Regions from separate parts of the Ovis aries genome. Here region 2 is linked to region 1. A link is a contact called in public Hi-C data. All regions are on one chromosome and are shown on one strand. The core of a region is the stretch at or near the end of the contact, and the rest is flanking DNA. Distances in the headings are between cores, read along the strand shown. Region 1 has its middle 44 kb from the start of TRNAG-CCC. Region 2 holds the start of MT3 (metallothionein 3).

Region 1 (5,288 bases), core at 1,689-4,188:
ATTGTCAGTCAAATGGGTGCCTTCGGCCAGGCTCAGGCATGAAGTTAAACATGAGAAGCCCAGATAAATATCTTTAAACCATGTTCTGTGTAGGAAGGAAGAATTACTTTGCACCTATGGACTCAGGTTCTAGAGTCAGACAACCAAGCGTCGTATCCCAGCTGTGTCATGGATGTGAGACCTGTGCTCTTATACAACAACCACTTTCAGAAGCCTCCAGGCCCTGTGATTGCTGTAGTACTCTATTGTAATCTTGAAATTCTTAGCAATTTTTAAATTATTCCCTGTGCAGTCTGGTCCCTTTTAACTAATCTTCACAAAAGCCTCACTGTCCACATCCATGCTCAGTCACTTCAGTCACGTCCAACTCTTTGCAACCCTTTGGACTGCAGCTCACCAGACTCCTCTGACCTTGGGATTTCCCAGGCAAGACTACTGGAGTGGGTTGCCATTTCCTCTTCCAGAAGATCTCCCCCAACACAGGGATGGAACCCAGGTCTCTTGTGTCTTCTGCATTGCAGACAGATTCTTTACCCACTGAGCCATCAGGGAAGCTCAAAGCCTCACTAAGTAGACATTAATATGTCCATTTTACAGATTAGTTAACTGTGGAGATGGAGTCAGCCAACATGGACTTTCTAAAGGTGGAAAGCAGCAGTAGGGGATAAACATCTCCTAATTTGTTCTTACTCCATTCTTTCCCTCGGTTCCAGGCCTCTCACAGTGTCACAGCACCAGGAAGGGGATTAAAGCCCAGTGCAGGCTGGGCTGTCAGACCACTGGTGGCCAGAGCACTGGCTCTGGACTCAGGAGACAGAGACAGAATCCAGAGCATGATTTTCCAGCTGACCTCGGGCACGTACATTTCCATCTCTGAGCCTCAGTTTTTCCATCTGTAGAATGGTACAGATGCATTCCGAGGTCCCTTGCTGCACCCTTGTATTAACCATGTCCTCTATGTCCCGTATTCTGATGCTTTGACAGCCGGAGCCTTTATGATTCTGGGGGGACTGCCCCTCTCAGAGTTAGACGATCCCTGGAGATAAGAATGAACTTTCCCTTCCAGCCTGCCAGAACCTGTTCCCTAACTTCTTTCTTTATTAGGCCCTCCACATGGGCCACTATCATCCTGTCCTAGTCACTCGAGGTCAATTCAGTTCAGTCGCTCAGTCATGTCCGACTCTTTGTGACCCCATGAATTGCAGCACACCAGGCCTCCCTATCCATCACCAACTCCCGGAGTTCACTCAGACTCACGTCCATCAAGTCAGTGATGACATCCAGCCATCTCATCCTCTGTCGTCCCCTTTTCCTCCTGCCCCTAATCCCTCCCAGCATCAGGGTCTTTTCCAATGAGTCAACTCTTCTCATGAGGTGGCCAAAGTACTGGAGTTTCAGCTTTAGCATCATTCCTTCCAAAGAAATCCCAGGGCTGATCTCCTTCTGGTTAGATCTCCTTGCAGTCCAAGGGACTTTCAAGAGTCTTCTCCAACACCACAGTTCAAGGACCTGACAACTGTTGGTAGTCCCTAAGCCCCAGAGCATGGGAGGGTGGGGGCGAGGAGCTGGCTAGCTCCTTCACCCTGCCTCCCACCAACCAAGATAAAGTTCTTACCTGCAATTCCTCCGTCCTTCCTCTGCCTCTGACACACCTAGTGCTTTGCCTTGTGCCCACCAGGTGGCGTCAGCCCCCTCCTCTGGGGAACTGGGAGTAACAAAACCCCATGGGAGTAACAAACTAGCTCTTAAATAGCAGTTGGCTCTTGATCCATGGACTTTATCACACCTCAGAGTGTCTATTAATACACCGCATGTTAGAACAACTTCTTTATTTATGAATCCCCCCCTTGTTTTTACTTTGCCCATTCCATGCACTTTTAAAAATAACCCATTTCAATCTCACAACAGTCCAATGACAACCCAGTGGTCACTCCCATTTTAGATGGGCAAAACTGAGGCACAGCAAAGGGACATCCCCTGAGTAAGAACACACACCTACTAAGTGTTGAGCCAGATGGGAACCCACACATCCTGGTTCCAGAATCGATAATAATATTCTGGTGAGCCACTCTCCATAATTTGGCCTCATCCATACTAACAATCGGGGCTTCCCTGGTGGCTTAGATGGTAAAGAATCCACCTGCAATGCAGGAGATGAGGGTGCAATCCCTGGGTTGGGAAGATCCTCTGGAGAAGGAAATGGAAACCCACTCTAGTATCCTTGCCTGGAGAATCCATGGACAGAGGAGCCTGGCGGACTACAGTCCATGGTGTCGCAAAGAGTCAGACACGAGTGAGTGACTGGCGCACACACACATGCGCACACACACACTATACTAATAATCAAGAGGAAAATAGGAGATGCTCTCCCACATTCTCAACACCAAGGCAGGAGTTTAGCTGATTTTTCTCTGCACGTGTCATAGCCCGTGCAGCTGTGACTTGGGGTGTTTACCCTCCCCTGTGTCTCTTGAGGCCACCAGATTGGCTGAGTGCAAAACTCCAAGTCCAGAGGGCGTGCCGCTGCTAGGGAACATTTACCCTATATGCATCTCTGGCACCTTGCCCGGGCTAAATATTTCCAAACGTCACCCCGCTCTCTGCGCTTCAGGAGTACTCATTCCAAGCCGTGGAAGTGGAGAGCGAGGTCAGGATCAGAGCAAAGAGCCACAGTGCAGAAAGAGCGCAGCCCCTGTGGCTGCAGGTCTCTAGGAGTTTGGAGGGGCAATGCGGTCCCGTTCTCAGCTCTGCCCCCCTCCAGGTCCCGCCCTCTCCATCTCTGGCCCCAGCTCCTGCCCTCCCCACCCGCCTTCACCCTACCCCCACCCCTGGCCGCTTCTAAGATACTCTCCCCACGGAGTTTGCCCTCTTATACCAATATATTAACAGCCAGGACAAAAACTCTCCAATTACAGGTAACCAAAGACTCTTCAAACAACGGGTTTCATAAGTGTTTCTCCCTTCCTGGACTGTAACCTTCATGCTCTATGAGATTCCCAGGGCAGGCGCAAGCAGACAGAAGCCTTCAGCCAAGGGGAGGCTTTGGTCTGGGGTCCTCAGAACAACTGGAAAACTCTCAGAGTGACTCCTAGCCCCACAGATGCCAAGCTGGGGAATTAAGGGCAAACCTTTTCATTTCCCTGGGTTTCTATTTCCATGCACTTATTTAGAGCTCCATAGTCTTATTTTGGAAGCATCCTAAATTTCTTTCGGTCTCCCTTCTGATGCCTGAATTAACTTTACAGTGTTCCTGCCAAGTCTCAGCCTCCTGTTACACAACTCCAGGGTCAGGGAACTCATTACTTTTCCAGGCAAGGATCTTTGAAGAGAATGTCCTTACAGTAAAGGGACTCCATCTCTCCATCATCTTTGGCTCTAATTATTCATCCATCCATCCATTCCTCCATCCTTCCTTCCTTTTGTTCATTATTTCATTTATTCTCACTATGCTAAGTGTTATGGATTCAAAGATAAATCTCAGACATGTTCCTGTAAACTGGACTGGATCCTGAATTCTAGTTTCCTCAAATATCTGGCCATGACTCTCCAAACTAAAGCTTCAAGTGTTTTCCCCACCCTTCTAATTTGGAGTCACTAAGCACAAAGACTGCTCTTGGATCTCTTTGGAAGGGAACATTTTATATAGCGAGTTCTCCTCACTACCCAGATGACAGCCAAATATCACGGACTTAAACCTTGGGTCCTCATTTCTCAACTTCAAAGGACTCCTCTAAACTCTAGGAACTGCACACCAGCCAGAGACTTCAAAATTGAATGGACTAGGAAAAGTAGCTGATATTGAAGTAGACTACTTCCTGCCTTTGGACCCGGAAAGTTTCTTTCATTTCTCCTTCCCTAATTTACCATCTTTTCCTAATTCCTACACCATGAAGTTTTAAAAAATTTTTTTTAATTTAATTTTTAATTTTTTTAACCTTGTAAAAGATTTATTTCTTTGTGACTGTGCTGGGTCATTGTTGTTGCACACAGGCTTTCTCTCGTTGAGGTAGGCGGGGACTACTCTTTGGTTGTGGTACACAGGCTTAGTTGCTTCTTGGCATATGGGATCTTTCTGGACCAGGGATCGAACCTGTGTCCCTTGCGTTGGCAGGCGAATTCTTAATGACTGTACCGCCAGGGAAGCCCTATGATCTTTTGTCCACCTTTTGTCTTGTTCTGGCCTGGAAAGAGAATGCTGTTGTTTAGATATCTGACATTGCTGCTGCTGCTGCTGCTAAGTCGCTTCAGTCGTGTCCAATTCTGTGTGACCCCATAGACAGCAGCCCACAAGGCTCCCCCGTCCCTGGGATTCTCCAGGCAAGAACACTGGGGTGGGTTGCCATTTCCTTCTCCAGTGCATGAAAGTGAAAATTGAAAGTGAAGTTGCTCAGTCGTGTCTGACTTTTCACAACCCCTTGGACTGTAGCCTACCAGGCTCCTCGGTCCATGGGATCTTCCAGGCAAGAGTACAGGAGTGGGGTGTTATTGCCTTCTCCGATCTGACATTGCAAATAACAGTAGTGCAACTGACTCAGTCGGTTAAGAGTCAGCCTGCAATGCAGGACACCTGGCTTCAATCCCCAGGATGGGAAAGTCCCCTGGAGAAGGAAATGGTAATCCACTTCAGTATTCTTGCTTTGGGAAATCTCATGGACAGAGAAACCTGGGCTACAGTCCTTGATGTCACAAGAGTCAAACAGCTGAGCAACTAAACCTACCTAACCTCCAGATGACTGTTGGATTTGTTACGATGGTGGTGATTCTGTAGTTTTCCCTGTCACAAACTTATCCTGATTTCCAATGCCTCAGTTTCCCTGGAACAAACTCAGCCCCCTCTGTATTGTATCAGACAATCTGACCCGGGTTGGGGGGTGTCCATTTCCCTGTCTGATTTCCTGCCTCTGATCCCAAATTCTGTACAAAAAGACAGACTGAATAAATATGCCTGTGTGGTCTCCAGGCCCTCACATTTTCTTAACCTCCATGGGCGATGCCTTTCGAGCCCTGAGACACAGACTCGAGTGGGATTTATCAGGACACATTCATGATTCAATATTAGCTTCAGTGTCAGACTATTTTTTCGGGCTCCAAAATCACTGTAGATGATGATTGCAGCCATGAAATTAAAAGACGCTTACTCCTTGACAGGAAAGTTATGACCAACCTAGATAGCATATGAAAAAGCAGAGATATTACTTTGCCAACAAAGGTCTGTCTAGCCAAGGGTATGGTTTTTCCAGTGGTCATGTATGGATGTGAGAGTTATACTGTGAAGAAGGCTGAGCATC
Region 2 (5,133 bases), core at 2,509-5,008, 110 kb after region 1:
CAACCCAGGAATCGGACCCATCACCTGCTTTGGCAAGCAGATTCTTTACTACTGAGCCACCAGGAAAGTCCACCATCTTTTAGTTTTGTGAATGATGCTAACGCTGAAACTCCAGTACTTTGGCCACCTCATGCGAAGAGTTGACTCATTGGAAAAGACCCTGATGGTCGGAGGGATTGGGGGCAGGAGGAGAAGGGGACGACAGAGGATGAGATGGTTGGATGGTATCACTGACTCAACGGACATGAGTCTGAGTGAACTCCAGGAGTTGGTGTTGGACAGGGAGGCCTGGCGTGCTGCGATTCACGGGGTCGCAAAGAGTCGGACACGACTGAGCGACTGAATTGAACTGAAACACAGGACAGCAGGCTCAAAATGGAGTTGCTTATGCTAAGCTCCATGTCACCAGAGACTTTGGCTCTCCAGAAATGGAATCTTTAAACATTCAGGAATCACCTGATCAGCACTAATTGGGTAATCTTCATGAGAAAGCCCTGCCACTCCCTGAAGGAAAGTAACTGCAATAACCAACCAGCTTTTCTGCCTGTTATAACTTCTTTGTGTCTTGCTGGCTATAAAAGTCTTCCATTTTGTGCAGTTCCTCAGAGCTCCTATCTATCTGCTACATTCAATGCTGCCCAGTTTGAATAGGTATTTGCTCAAATCAACTCTTAAAAATGTTAATATGCCTCAGTTTATCTTTCAACAGACCACAAATTGTACCCCAAGCCCTTTTGGCCCATCTGTAAAATGGGTAAAATAGTCATACCATTCTCCTAGGGTTGTATGGATCAAGTAAGATAGTGTCCTTAATAGAATTTTGCACAAGATAATCTCACATGTATTAATCTTTTTGGTGTCTTATTTAAGAGAGTCACCCCCAGAATTCCCTGGTGGTCCAGTGGTTAGGACTCTGTGCTTCCACTGCAGGGGACATGGGTTCCATCCTTGATGGAGAACGAGGATCTCACAAGCCATGGGGTGAGGCCCGGGGGTGGGGGGGGGCGGGGAAGTCATCTCCACCCCATAGTACTCAGCATGGTCCTGTTTTCCTCTTCCAAATTCTTTTATAGCTTTGATTTTGCTCCTGGATATTTAAGTCAATTGAAAATTATTTGTCTGCTAGGCACAGGGGTAGGCAGTTGTTTCAACACTTTTCACTAACTAGTGTAACTTTTCGCCGCTGAATTAATCACTTCTTACTTGCAGCTGCACTGGGATCTATTTTTGAACCATCCTTTCTGTCCAATTGATCTATTCCTGAGCCGACACCAATTCCGAGAGCTTTAGAACAAGTCCTGCCATGGGGCTAGAGCAGGCCTTTTTTGTTGTTTCAAAACTGGCTTGGCTTTTCTTGTACTGTTTTCTTTTCAAAACAGCCTATTAGGTTAAAAAAAAAAAATCCTGGTGGACTTTTGAATGGATCATCCTGATGAAGTAACATGGAGGAAAACTGATATGTTTACAGCATTCCATTCTCTTAGCTGGGATATTTTTCTTTCCCAGGACTTTTTCTTTTCCATTCAACCCAGGTAGACCAGAGTGTTCCCTTTCATCAAGGATTATGCCACAACCACTGTGGATTAAAGCTCTCAGTACCCTACCTCCCCTTGAAGAAGGAAGGAGCTGGACACAAACTGCCAAATGAGAAGGTCTGAAAAGGAGCGGAACAATCTGTTTAGGGAGACAGGCTATTCAGGGTGGTGACCTTGGAAACACAGATGACAGTCTGCCAAGATAGGCCCCGGGGCCTCCTGGCCTTGCCTCTGATGACTCTGAAAACAGGCAGCTTTGCAGGAGTGGCTAGAAAATTGCAGAAACTTCAGGGCTTTGGGGCTGGGGTCTGGTTTTAACTTCCCCCAACCCCATTGGCTTCTCAGGTGGGTCAGTGGCAAAGAATCCGCCTGCCAAGCAGGAGACACAGGTTTGATCCCTGAGTCGGGAAGTTCCTGTGGAAAGGGAAATGGCAACCCACCCCAGTATTCTTGCCTGGAAAATCCCATGGACAGAGGAGGCTGGCAGTCTATAGTCCATGGGGTCACAAAGAGTTGGACACGACTTCACGAAAACAGCAACAGCAACAAGTCCCATTGTACGGATGCAGACTGTGAGGCTGAGAAGCAGAAAAAGAAACAGACCCATATGAGTCTGGTCTCCCCTCTTTTCCCAGAGTTCAGCTTGACTTGGCAGGAGGGTCATGTGCCATCTGAAGGTGGGAGGATGTCCTCCCAGTCCCAGAAAGACCAGTGGCCAATCTCCCGATTTTATCTTCCAGCTGGGCAGTTCTTCTGATGAGGCTCCTTCCACCCACCCCCCCCAACCCCCACCCCCACCCTGGCGTCCTTCCCCTTTAAGAAGAGACCAGTCCTTGGCTAATGCCATTCATAGGATTTATTGTCACTTGCCAGTGGCTTGCAGGGAAGGGGACACACTGCTGGGCCTCACCACAGGGCAGGTGGCACTGGGCCACCCTGCACTATTCACACACGTTTCACACGGGACAGTGGGCACGTCCTCACTGGCAGCAGCCGCACTTCTTCTCCTCAGCTTCGGCCCCCTCTCCACCTTTACACACACAATCCTTGGCACATTTCTCGCACTCTGCGGGGCAGCAGCCTGCAGATAAAATGGGGAACGCCCAGTCTGATGGCCTGTCCTCCCCCACCTGTCCCCACCAAAAGGAGGGGGAAAGGAGGGCTGCCAGAGGGCACTGCCCCCCACTTCCTAGTCTTACACCTGGGTTGGCTCAGCATCTCTGGTGTGTCAGCTACACACCGGGCTCCCATGGGGGAAGGGTCCACAGTAACTAGCCCACAACCCCATCTATGAGCCCAGGAGCCCCGGGGATGGTGGAGTGAGGCCGACACTAGGGGGAACCAGGCCTTAGGGAGAAAACATCCAGGGGAAATGACCTTGAAGGATGAACCTGTCGGGGCAGAAATGGTGCAAGTGTAGGGGTCAGGAGATTCGTGGAGGGCGTACGCCTAGTGTAATTCACAAACAAGGGCGCCTTTCCCCTGCGTATTGCACTGCTTTGGGGGAGATTCAGGGGAGGTAAAATTGAGGGGATCCACAAAGGCCAAGAGGGCCCAAGGGACCCCAACTCCAGAGCTAACCCCCGGCCTCACTCATGTTTCCCCAGGCGTTGGAGATCTGGAGGGAAGCGGTGGGCTCAGGAGAGCAGTTCTGTATCCTAACTGCCCATTAGAACCTTCCGGGAATCCACAAACAATTGCCTGGGCCCAAGGTAACAATCACTGAAGGAGGGCCTGCAACTGAGTCTTCAGGCCTCTGGGTGGTTCTTTTCCCGTTAGAGTCAACTCAGTGTCACAGCCGGCAGAGGGGCCGCTCCGTGCCTACTGCCTACGTGGACAGGCGTGGTGCTCGGGGGAGGACGGGTAGGGGGGCGCACAGAGGGGTCCCCGCACTCACTCTTCTTGCTGGAGGCACATGTGCAGCCCTCGCACTTGCAGGAGTCGGAGCAGGTGCAGGAGCCGCCTGGGGGAGGGGGGCACAAGATGGGTTAGAACTCGGGGTGGGGCCAGGCCTAAAAGAAGACGCGGTACTCAGCCTCAGTGCCCTTGGGGATATAGCCATGCCCATCCTTCAAGAAATTCAAAATGGGAAATAAGGGTCCCTTCCCGCAAACGTCCTTGAGCAAAGGCGTAGGATTCTTTGCAAGTAAAGGGGCGCGCGGTGCCGCAGGTGGGGCGGGGGCGGGGGCTCACCAGTAGGGCAGGGGCAGGCCTCAGGGTCCATGCCGGAGAGGAGCGACCACCGAAGGAGGCGAATCGGCTTCTAGGGCAATTGGATGCACTGGCGGCAGCAGGTGGCGAGACTTTTATAGCCCCAGGCGGGGGCGCGTTGGCACAGCCCTCTAGGCGCGCGCGCCTCCTCTCTCCATCCGGGAGCACAAGTCGGCGCGGAGGCGCGCATTGCGGCCGCGCTCCCCGCACCCCTGCCGTGTGTCCCGCTGCAGTGTGCACAGCCGGGTGCGCGCGCAGTCACGTACTTCCCACCATGTGCACGGGGAGCACTCCCCGCCCGCCTGTCCGCCCTTGTCCACCGCTGCAGCCGCCACCTCGCAGAAAGTGCTCACTTCCCGCCTCTGGAGGCAGAGGGAGAGCAAAAGGCTTTTTTATTTCCCAGCCCTTTCCTGCTTCTCATCCTCTCCACCGCCGTTATCCCTTATTCTGGGATTCCCAGGGTGCGCTGAGTCATTCCGCTGCTCCAGGACTCCCTGTTTGATGGGGAGAGAACACACCCCGCCCCCACCCAAGGGCCCTCACAAACTGTCTTGGGAAGGACCTGCTCTGGGAGCCCTGCAGCACAGGACTGGGGTGACCAGCGGGAGTTTTGGGGGGAGGGATGGTGATGCTAGGTGGCTGCATCTCAGCTTCAGAGGGAAGCCTCTCTCCTTTTATCTGTTCCTTCTGCTGAGTTTCTCAGAGACCCTTGCGTGTGTGTTTGGCTGAAAACTGGCCCCTCAAGAGATATCAATGTCAAATCCTAGAATCTGTGGTTATTACTGTATTTGGAAAGGAGGGCTTTGCAGATGTAATTAAATTAAAAATCTTGAGATGAGATCATCCTGGATTATCCACATAGGCCCTAAATCCAGTGATGAGCATGCTTAGAAGGTCCACAGAGATGAGAAGAGGAGGGGGCGATGGGACCATTGGAGCAGAGACTGGAGTGATGGGGCAGCAGCCACAGAAGCTGGACACAGAACAGTCCACGTCCTTTGTTACAAGACTGGGTCCTCACTCAGCAAGTCAGCACACTTAATCCCTAGGAAATGGAGGAGCAAAGGACAGCATTAGACAACTGGCCAAGGGTTACAGAAGGAGGAGAAAGGGTTGCTGATGGTGTTTCAGAAAGGGCAGCCACATGGTGACCTACCCCCCGCCCCCGCCCAGCCCCGAACACGGGGAGGCCTCACTTCTGCTTATAGTGTAAGCACCTTTCACATGGTTGTATTGGGCCTCACAGAGGCAAGGCTCATCTAGAGACCGTAAACAAAACAAAACTTTTCCCAGGAACCCTGCATTAAGGGGCTTCCTCGGTGGCTCAGCAGTTAAAGAATCTGCCTGCAATACAGGAGATGTGGGTTCAATCCCTAGGTTGGGAAGA

Evidence for each region. A called contact is a pair of places that touch in the nucleus more often than the background predicts.
Region 2: a Hi-C map of liver shows a contact between it and region 1, with 2.9 times the contacts expected there. The contact joins the promoter of MT3 here to the enhancer-like site in region 1. A contact is called at or near these places in 9 of 16 Hi-C or Micro-C datasets (liver, mixed tissues, muscle and 4 more).

What each region holds. Positions count from the first base shown.
Region 1 is chr14:23,428,818-23,434,105 of ARS-UI_Ramb_v3.0, forward strand. No RefSeq gene overlaps it. Among named protein-coding and RNA genes, the nearest start is that of TRNAG-CCC, 44 kb to the left of the region's middle. Within about 2 kb of position 2,939, at least 8 of the 54 cell types and tissues checked have an H3K27ac peak or open chromatin away from gene starts, as enhancers often do. A contact at or near this core is called in liver, where this site is marked.
Region 2 is chr14:23,539,719-23,544,851 of ARS-UI_Ramb_v3.0, forward strand. MT3 (metallothionein 3) reads right to left here and starts at 3,759. Exons shown (of 3, transcript NM_001009755.1): 1 at 3,729-3,759; 2 at 3,433-3,498; 3 at 2,516-2,616. The coding sequence starts at 3,759. The coding sequence ends at 2,516. All of the region lies in intron 1 of BBS2 (Bardet-Biedl syndrome 2), which reads left to right.